Regions from separate parts of the Sus scrofa genome. Here region 1 is linked to region 2. Evidence: chromatin contacts called from public HiChIP or PLAC-seq data. All regions are on one chromosome and are shown on one strand. Each heading gives the region's core, a stretch centred on a gene start, on an enhancer-like site or on the middle of the called end of the contact. The rest is flanking DNA. Distances are from core to core; before and after follow the strand shown.

The links. HiChIP or PLAC-seq counts read pairs in DNA pulled down with a chosen protein or histone mark.
Region 1: an H3K27ac HiChIP or PLAC-seq map of alveolar macrophages shows a contact between it and region 2. The contact joins two enhancer-like sites. A contact is called at or near these places in 2 of 2 datasets of contacts at active chromatin or transcription factors (alveolar macrophages and skeletal muscle).

The regions. Positions count from the first base shown.
Region 1 is chr15:67,766,485-67,771,810 of Sscrofa11.1, forward strand. No RefSeq gene overlaps it. Among named protein-coding and RNA genes, the nearest start is that of TANK, 200 kb to the right of the region's middle. Within about 2 kb of position 1,532, at least 3 of the 83 cell types and tissues checked have an H3K27ac peak or open chromatin away from gene starts, as enhancers often do. A contact at or near this core is called in alveolar macrophages, where this site is marked.
Region 2 is chr15:67,233,161-67,238,679 of Sscrofa11.1, forward strand. It overlaps RBMS1 (RNA-binding motif, single-stranded-interacting protein 1), which reads right to left. Exons shown (of 14, transcript XM_003133427.6): 3 at 2,590-2,648. Among named protein-coding and RNA genes, the nearest start is that of ITGB6, 120 kb to the left of the region's middle. Within about 2 kb of position 1,866, at least 5 of the 83 cell types and tissues checked have an H3K27ac peak or open chromatin away from gene starts, as enhancers often do. A contact at or near this core is called in alveolar macrophages, where this site is marked.

The sequences.
Region 1 (5,326 bases), core at 282-2,781, 530 kb after region 2:
AACAAACAAAAAAACAAACAAAAAATCAGTTCAGTGTCAGATCCAGGACTCAATGACTAAAGAAAATGCTGAGTCCCTTTGAGAAAGTATCCTGAAACACCACCGTAAATACTGATGGTAAATATCTTTGATTCCCAAAAGAGCCTGAAACTAGTAACCAGAATAAGTGTGTCCTGAGGAAAGGAGAGAACCCAGGCCATTCAGGGGGCTGTTAGGCACAAGGTCCAAGCTGACTCTGAGAGCCAGGAATCTAAAATGCCATTGAAGCCTTCATTTGAGAAAGGCTTATGTAAGCCAGGCAATGAATGGACTCCTGGCCCACGTCCACCCCAGAGTGGCCCGGTGGGCCCACAAACCATCTGTGCAGTTATTGCTCATTCCTTCAGTGCAATCAAGATTAGCTCCTCAGCCAACGAGATAAGAGCAAAGTGTTTGGAAGGACAAGAGGAAGATCCTAAATCTACAGTGTTATGTCTCAGGAGAAATTTCAGAAAATAGCACTGCTATCAAAGACATGAAGAATGCCAGGATTCCCCCATTCAGTTTATCTATCTGGCCATTGCAAAAATACGAAATACCATGGTGAATGAAAGCGGACCACAATAAACATAAGCAAATGATAGTCATATCACAACTGCTATTCCAGATGTAGTATTTTACCAGCACAGATTACTACAGCTTCTAGCACTTAATAGGCAGCTTTTGAGTAGACCAATGTATTTGTCTCAATCCCCAGAAATAAGAAGGATCAAAAGCAGTTTTCTGTGATATAGAAAAGACGATAGTATTCATGGTCTGTCTTGGCCCGGGACCAGGTTAAATCTCCTGTTCGCTGTCGCAATATGGTCCACAGAGACCTTGATCATCTTAATATTCCGTACGACCAGCAGATTGCTGGTTGACAACACTGAGGACACTAGGGTAATTGGACCTGGTCAGCAGGAAGAAGGAAGTATTTAGATTGTCCTGGTAAGACATGTATAGGCCAGAGGGTGGATGATAAACCATCAAAGTTTCAAGGACCTCCCACGTGAGTGATATCTTTAAAGATACAAGGAATCGGAACATATGGGAAAATATCCTTGAATATAAATGACAAATTGTGAACCTACACGTCCTACCACGAAATAAGAGGCACTGCACCTGGCAGGCTTATGTGGATACTGGTGTCAGCACATACCACACATGGGAAGTTCTGCACTTTGTAGGCATGTATGTGCTGCTTAGAATAGGAGAGAATCCTGTAGCAGGTGCAGATTGCAGTACAAACCACCCTGATGCTTAGGGTGTACGACTTAGAAGATGGATGATGTGTTAGGAGGCTGTGTAGAGTCTCTGTCAAACCTCAAAATGAGAGTCATGGCATGGACCCTAGGTTCCAGAGCAAGGTCAAACCTTCAAAGACAGAGAACTACTCACCAGTTTGAAACAACATCAGCATGCTTTTGAGCCCTCATAGAGGCTAGGACAGCAAGTGTGACTAAGCACCCAGAGCTGCCTATGATGAATTGGGATTATGAGATCCACAAAGTCATAAGCTCATCCAAAAACAGAAGTCAAGCACTGTATGACAGCACATTACATGTAAGATTGGGTTGAGCGGGTCCAGAGAGGATGAGTAAGTTGCCTAAGCACGTGGCCTTGACTTGTACATGACTTTCCTCTGCTGCACTGTCTTCCTTTAACTATCCCCACACTTTCATGGAGGCTTCCCTATGATCAACTCACAGAGCAGGAAATATTTGAGCCTGGTTGACAGTGTACATGATAACTGAAAACGGGCTGCCAGCACAATACAACCCTGCTCAAAGGTGGCCCTGAAGGGAAAGAAAAAGGGACGTTCTCCCAGTAGCTACAACTAAACAACTCACTGGATTATACAGGGAGAAACTGCCCAACGCAGAGATGTGCACAGACTTCTGGGCTGACAGGGCCTTGCTGATTGGTCAGAATCCTGAAATGAGCATGATTATAGGCTTGGAGACAAAGAAGTTTGAAAGACAGATTTGTGAATGAATCTTTCATAGAGGGATCGAAACATATATGGGTATTTGTGTTCTGTATTAATGTCCACTGGAAAACATTCTAGAGCATTCAGAGAGATTTTAGATAATCTGAAGAGATTTACTTTTCCCTAGATATCAGTTAGCTTCTGACCTCATCCACCCCAGGGGTAACACAGTATCCCACCAATGAAGAAGCCCCCTTGAGGGCAGGGATGGGCTTTCTCTTAATAAGACAGATGTAACTACTGCCACTACTGGATTCCTAAGCTGCCAGCAGCAGATATGCAATATGGTGGTGCCTCAACATAGAAACATCCCTCAAGAAGGCCAACTATGTGGTAACAAGTTGGTGACATCCTAGAAGGGCAATAATATATCTTTACACTTACTCTGATTATGAGTTTGCTTTTCCTATCCAAGATTCCTCATCTAGCATCATTTGAGGGCTTAGAGATTATGGTTATAGGATCCCAATGAAACTGCCTCAGGCCAAGGGACATCTTTTACAGTGAAAGTAAATGAAATGAGTACATGGCTGGAGATTCCTAAGATACCACCTCCAGCACAGCACTCTGAAGAAGCCAGCCTCATAAAATGATGGAATTGCCTATTAAAGGCCCAGCTAAGAAGCCAGCTTGGAAACCACATCCAGTAAGTTCTCTCTATATGCAATGAAGCTGTAGCCAATCTATGGTGAAATGTAACCAGAATACATGAGTCTGAAAAACAGAAGGTAGAAGTAGGATTGGCCCTTCTCATCACCATACCTAATGACTCACTTTCAGAATATGAGTTTCTGGTCCCTATATCCTAAGGCAATGCTGTATTAAAAACCCTGAGTCCTGGCCCTAAGTGAAGATGAAGGAGGGAAGAAGGCTTCTGCCAGAGAACACAGAAAGGCAGAAAGGGTTCTGCTGAATTTAAAGCGATAACTGCTATGTATATTGTCATTTGGGGTCTCTCAACTGATGGACTAACAAGCAAAGAAAGCAGTTGCTACACTGGTGAGGAAACTGACTCTGTTACCATTAAGAAATTATGTATTTCTATATGATATCACTTGTATGTGGAATCCAAAATATAGCAAACTAGTGAATATAGCATCAAAGAAGCAGATTCACAGAGAACAAATCAATGGTTACCCATGGAGGGGAGGGGCAATGTAGGGGTCGTGCGTGGGTACAAATTTTGCGTGAAAGATAGATTCAAGGATGAGCTGCACAACATGGGGAATATAGCCAATATTTCATAATATCTAAAATGGAAAATAACCTTTAAAATTTGCATATAGGAGTTCCCTTTGTGGCTTAGCGGTGAACAAACCTGACTAGGATCCATGAGGACGTGGGTTCAATCCCTGGCCTCACTCAGTGGGTTAAGGATCCGGTGTTGCCATGAGCTATGGTGTAGGTCACAGATGTGGCTTGGATCCCACATTGCTGTGGCTGTGGCTGTGGCTGTGGCATAGGCCGGCAGCTGCAGCTCCAATTTGACGCCTAGCCCGGGAACCTCCATATGCGGCAGTCACAGCCTTACAATAGCAAAGAAAAAAAATTGCATACAAATAAAAACAATTTTTTTAAGAAATTAGATATATAGGACTGCTCTTGATGATTCCATGCATTGTCAGCAAGCAGCCTAGCAAATGTGAAACAACTAAGAGACCCAGATTCCGGAGCTAAACGCTCAAATCAGGAAATACAGAGAAGCTAACACCCTCTGGAGCATCCTTTGGCCAAGGGGGGAATGGATGCTGGTGGAAAAATACTTTCCTTCCCCTTTTTCAGGTGGATGAGTCTGAGGCATAACCTACACTGTTCCTCAAAAGGCTCCCAGGTGAACTGTGCCCTAGTTTCACATGTTGGTCACCAACTTAATAATGCACTTGAGACTGGCTTTCCCTCCTCCTCCACTTCACTCTTATCAGTACCCTGTCTTGTTCCCTGTGATACTCGCCCCGCATAAACTACCTACATTTAGTCATTGTTTCAGGCTCTGCCTTTTGGAAGAACCCAAAAAATATTACTGTGACAACCTCCAAGAGTATTATTTTGAATATCTAATGAAATAGCCTAGGGCTGGGCCAGAATATTGGAAACAAAAAGGACAAGAACTTAAATATATCTTGATAAAGTTTCTGAAGCCTGAGGATAAAAATAAAATCCCACAAGCTTCCAGGTAGAAAATAACAACAATAGTAATAATGGGTCACCTGGAAAGAAAAAAAAATATCAGACTGGTATTGAAAATCTCATCTGTAACACTAAAAACTAGAAAATACTAATATTTGCAAGGAGGGTGTGATTTTGTGATTCTATAGCCAAACCCCATCTTTGTGTGACAGGAAGAGGTAGGCATTTTCAGCTATGTAGGGATTTCAGAAAGTCCCACAGTAGCAGAGATGCCTAAAAACATCACCTAAGGAAATCTCTAACCAGAGGAAACTGCAAAAATAACTCAAGGAAATGGAATACATGGTGGTCAGTATTGAAATCAGTGAAATGTATAGGTCAATCTAGCTACAAGGATGATGCGTCTTTAACTTTTATACTAGTTAAGAAACATTCTTAAAGTAGAAGATATCTAATATTAAAAACATAAGAGCATCTATTTCATGTGCCCACCTCAGTGCAAGGGACATGGTGAGTATTAAAACCAATTAGTTCTCTTCCTTAACTGTTACCTGTTATCTCTTGTCATCATGAGACATACATACATGCAAAAGAGTGCACATAGTCAAAAAATGACATAGATACAGTTTAAAAAATAGTGATAGAAAGAAATCTGTGTTTCCTCCATCTAGCTTAAGATTTATACCTCACTTTTTCAATATGTTTGATTTTTGTAAAGAAAAATTCTGCTTTTTACAACAGAAAAGTGCTGGGAGTTCCTGCTGTGGCACAGCAGAAAAGAATCCGACTCATAACCATGAGGTTGCAGGTTCCATCCCTGGCCTCGCTCAGTGAATTAAGGATCCGGAGTTACCATAAGCTGTGGTGTAGGTGGCAGATGCAGCTCAGATCTGATGTTGCTGTGGCTGTGGCATAGGCCAGCAGCTGTAGCTCTGATTCGACCCATAAGGGGAACCTCCATATGACGTGGGCCATGGGTGCACCCCTTAAAAAATAAGTAAATAAATAAAAAATAAGAAAGAAAAGTTCTCAGCTGCTTGCTTTAAAAATGTTTGAAATTTTTTATTGTAATTTTACTTACTTTTTTATTTACTCCTTTGAGTAATCAGGCTCTAGATCAAATCCCTGCTACCACCATTAGCTGTGTAAACCAGATCCAGGGACTAGATCTCCTTGAGGCCAAGTTTC
Region 2 (5,519 bases), core at 616-3,115:
AAAGCAACTGAATAGCGAGGTTTTTTTTTTTTTTTTGGTCTTTTTGACTTTTCTAGGGCTGCTCCTGAGGCATATGGAGGTTCCCAGGCTAGGGGTCTAATTGGAGCTATAGCCACCAGCCTATGCCAGAGCCACAGCAATGCCAGATCTGAGCTGCATCTGCGACCTACACCACAGCTCAAGGCAACGTAGGATCCTTAACCCACTGAGCGAGGCCAGGGATAGAATCCGCAACCTCATGGTTCCTAGTCAGATTTGTTAACCACTAAGCCATGACAGGAACTCCTGAATAGTGAGTTTTTAAATGCGAAAACTAAGCAATATGTTATTCAGAGCAATGTTCCCTTCAGCTCAATTTTGTCTTTTGGATAAAGGCTCCAAAATACATTTTGTGACAAAAAAAAGAGTTCTATGACCTCTAAGGTCTCTCATTTCCAGGTATGAAATTCTTTCATCTGTTCAATCTCAACAAGTTAGTCTATAACATAAGCACTTTTCATTTATATTCGTGATCTCCTCAGCACGACCTGCATCCATCCACCCAGCCACCTACCTACCTTCTCAAGTTACCTCTAATGTGATTAACAATCTTATCTGTCTTTACTACGAGCTATGGTGTATTATTTCATTTTCACTTCCAGAATTTCATAAACCCATTTGTGCTTACTCTCCCGCCTCACTCACTCACTCACCCACACACCAGGTACCTGCTGTTGTTTCCTCTTATTGTGTGACACAAGCGTAGAAGTTTTTTTTTTTTTAATCACTGTCCACACACACAAGGCAGTCTCTTCTGAGATTTGATTTAAAGGAGAAAGTCTTTAGGAGATGTATCAAAAATCAGTTCTGAATGATCCCTACCCTTATTTGGAAGCTCCCCAAATCGCTCCACTTCTCTTTGGACCCTTCCCAACTATCAAGGGTTTGTGTGATGCCAAGATGTTAGATGTAGCATTAGTATTTTTTTTTTACTCATACTTTTTCTAGATAGTTTTGAGCATTTTCACAGAATTTTGGTTTCTAGGCAATAGTATCTCATCCGAGCAGAGTGGACCACAGCAGGGTCTGGTGTAGTGGTGGGGCGGAGAACTCAACCAGGGAGGCTCTAGGTGCTCTCTCGCACTGCATTAGGGCAGCTCTGCTTTCTAACACACTGATCTGCTGTGTAAGATTTCTTTTTTGGGGGGATGGGGTGGAGTGAGGAGGAAGAAAGGTAGGGTAAGACTATAAAACCACCTGTCTACTGCGATTTCTCTCCTGGTTTGAAACAAGTGCTTGAGGTCAGCTTCCTGTTTTATGCCTGCAGGAGTCTATTTTTTCTTATAAAACCAAAAGATTTTCTTCTGTGTCCCTGCTTACCCAAGTCATTTAAAAACCTGCTAAACAAGACTAATCTGGTAACTAAGTCTACAATTTGACTCTCTCTAGTTCAATTCACTTAAATATTAATTGAGTACCACTCTACATAAAGCATTGCTCTATTCACTGTCCCAAGGCAAAACTGCCTTAATGTGCCATGTTGATTAAACATGGGCTTAGCTTTTTGCCACAATAGCTCCTTTAAATTCAGGAGCTTTGAAGAAAGGACAGAAATACAATGAATCATTTCAAGTCTAGATGAAAGGAAACGGCTGGCTTCTAAGGCCAGGCCCTACCATACCATAGGGTTCATTTGCGTTCTTTGCCTTTTTCAGATTGTGCTCCGTGCCACAGCCGTCACCACTACTTGAAAAACTGGGGTCTAATTAATGAGGAGATTTGCCTTCTCTGCCTATTCCTGTCAACCTTATTTCAATTCATGGGGTCAGTAGTTAGACTCAAAGTCAGCTGACTCCATTCTTCCCCTTTCCTAGAAATCACATGCCTATTGTTAAGATGCTGGATCATTAAAAGTCAGAACCACGGAGCATCAGTGCTGCCTACTGTAGACGCCTCCTCTTCCAGCTCATGGAGCCAGATGAGCTCATCCTAATTACACGGAAAACTGAAGGTCAGTGCATCAAATTAATGCAGCAGCATATTTCAAAGGGGCGTATGACCTCCCCTCCCTATTACAATTTGGTCAGTGAAAATGGTTCTCTCCTCCCTGCTGCCAATATTGTCAACAGGCATTCAGCAGAGAACAATTGGGAGTATTGAAACATGTAATTAAGTACTGCTTAAAACTACTCTATTCTAATTAATAGAGCCAATTTGCACAATATGTAATCTTTTCAGTTCTTTAGTACAGTCCAATGGTCTTCAGTAAGCAGCTCTAATCTCCTCAGGCTCAGGAAAGAAAAGCTATTTTCTAACTCTACTCCCCTTTTAAAAGCAGGGGATAAATGCCAGCCAGTATTTTGCATGTTAACTCCCCTGGTGTCAGATCTGGGATTCTGGCAAATGGCTGGCTGCTGCTGGCTTTCCAGCCAAAACTCAACCAGGGACAGACGTAAGCAATATGCTAACACCGTGCAAGACAGAACCTAGGTGACATGTAAGATTTGGTTTTTAGTAAAATGGACGTTTCTGAAACCAAAAGATCAGGTTTAAAATTCCATTATTTTTCTAAAGCTATGATTTAGCAAACCATCAGCCAAAGAAACATACCTTTGCATTTGTTTGTTGTCTTATCCAAAATCGCCTTCGTGGAAACGATTTTCCCATATCTAAAAAAGAAAAAAAAAAAAAAGAAAGAAAGAAAGAAAAATAAGTTATAATTGAGGAACCCCGATTAATGTCTAAGTCCAGAGGATACACACACTTATCAAACATCTGCAACTTTTAAAGTACAAAATGTGCTTTACTAGGGAATAGGAAGTGAGAATTCTAAATGCAAACTAAATTAAAGAAAGGGAATGGCTAGGCTTCTCAATTAAATCTTTGGATATAGTTTGATGCTTAGCTTTGAGGAATCAGGTTCATACCCGATAATCTTGGGACCAAAAAATGGAATGTGAGATTTAAAAAAAAAAGAAAAGCTTCTTTTAGTAATACTATGTCTGTGGGCAAATGCAAGGCCAAAGGCAAGGCTACAGAATTGTTAATGGAAAGTATGATGATCCACACAGTCCTTAAGAACTAATCACGGGAAAGCTGCTTGCGTCACATCTACTCATTTTGCTTTTGCAGGCAGCCACGCCTGGCTCTAGATCATCACGGAAGGGTGCGTGTGTGTGCATATCTTGATCACACTTGAAGTGTTATCTAAATATTCAAATACGTTATTTAAAACAGATCTCTTTTTACTTTAGACTTTGATAACTTTACACATAATTTATTAAGACCTCATTTAATACCATCGTCATAGCTACACAGTGTACTCACTAATGTGTGTGTGTGTGCACATGTGTGCAAGGAATTGGCAATAAAGAATATAAAACAATGAACCAGGAATCAACTATTAGTATTATGGTGGTTTGAATGAAAGATGTGTTCAAATTCCTTAATGTATGATAGAAGTTGGGGGAAGAAGGAAAAAAATTCAGAACATTAAAACTGAATGCACTGCTATCAAAAATAAAGGGGCAGGAGAGTTTAAACATATGGACCAACCCCCTGTCCCTTCACAGTGAGCAGATTATAATGCAGAGCACAGCTATCTATGTTTGTCTTCTAAAAACAGATAAGAAAAAACTTTGAAAATTAATTCTTAAAAATTCACTGTGTCTTTGGGAAATGCACACAACATACCTCTGGTATCTGAGACCATTTCCCTATTTATATACATGGCAAAGTCCAAAATTTTACTTTCCTATATATTTACTTCAAAAATTTCAGATTTCCTCTAACATTCCTTTCTTATGGTTGTTGCTGAGGACTAAAAAGATTCTTTGAAAAAAGTTTTAGGAAGAGGAAGTATCTGCATAGCACTTTGAAACATTTTAAATGTGGTAGGTTTCTATTTTATGTGTTGAACAAGCTGAAAGATACTTATCTGGAAAAAACAAATGGCTAGGGCCACCTCTCTCCCTCTGTTAATTTCCACTCTGTGTAATCATGTAATCAAATGATTACTAACTGGGCATGAAAGTAAAGATAATTTAAGGTTCAAATGACAATTACATCTAAGAGGCATAATACTGCACAAACACCTTCAATTCCCCGTAGAGATGCTGAGTATTTATAACAACCTTAACACAGGTCACTAAGCTTACAGTAAATAAATAAATAAATAAATCTGCAAACCAGGAAAAAAAAATAAGTGATTTAAAGAATACCTTTTAGCAACCATTTATCTACCTAGATTATTGACATGCTTGATTATTTACCAGTGCTCTCTCTCCTCTGCACATGTTTTAGCTGAAAATGCTTTGAGGCTGCATCGCTGCCTCAGCTCTTTCCAAAAGTCGGAAAGAAAATTGGTATAACTCCAGTGGAAGATAAGGAGATTGAGGGGGTCACTGAGATTAAGAGCCTTTGCTCGAGGTCACTGAGGTCAGGGTCTTTTGTAAAACATACAGAAGAAGGCAAGTTTGGAGGAGGTCAGGCGCTGGCCTTCTACCCTCTGGTTCTGCTCTCCACCTTAATGTTGGGAAAGACATGGTGAGAGGCAGAGGTGGGAAGCAGGAAAAGAGCCTTCTGGCAGGACTGGGACTTGATCCTTGCCACACTCTCTTCTGATCTGCATTCTCTTTGGTTTTACTACATCTGAAATTACTCCTTACTTCTGCACCTATGCTTCCAGGTCTCTCACTCCTAGGAACTCGTCCCACCTTTCTGGGCATTCTTCAGTGTTTTTTTTTTTTTTTTTTTTTTTCCTCATTCAGCTTCCTCCACTCTCTCCTTAACCAGGTACTTTCGTTACATTGAAAAGTCAGTCCTCAACCCTTCTTTTTCCTAGGAAATACATCCAGTGCCAAGGACGGAATTAATCCATCTTCTTTGATGATGCCCATTTCTCCTTCCTGGGTGTTTGTGGTTTTTTTAAATCCCACCAAAGCTTTAGTTTTTGTTTCTCTCTCTTTACTTGGTTCTCTTAATATTTGATTAAGATACTTAAATATCTAGTTGAAATACCTCAAGCCCACTATTTTCTAAATTCCCCCCTCAAAGAACCCCAAACACACCCCTCCCTCTTTTTTTCCTTCTTTTAATAGCATGATCACATTCCCAATCTTTTGCCAAGCTTCCAGTTCTTGAGACGTCACCAATTCAGCCATTCCTGAATCCAGCCAGTCAATAACTCTTCTGAGTTTTGCCTCTGATATGTGTCCAATAGTCATCCCTCCCCTTCACTGTGCCTACATTCATGCAGAAGGCATATCACAGTTCTTGCCTCTGCCTCTGTCTCCTCCTCCTCAGCCTCCTCTCAACTCTGTCTGCTGCATTAGTCTGCCTTAAATATCACTCTACACATGGCTCTGACATCTCTCCATAGCCCCTTTCTCTAACTTATGCTTGAACAAACAACCTGCTGGAACACTAGCTTTTCCATGAGACCATCTTTAATCTCCTCAATCATTTAGTGGGTGATTTTGTAAGAAACCAAGAAGGGAATGACATTTACCCAGTTTCTACTTAAGTTCTAGGTACTTTTT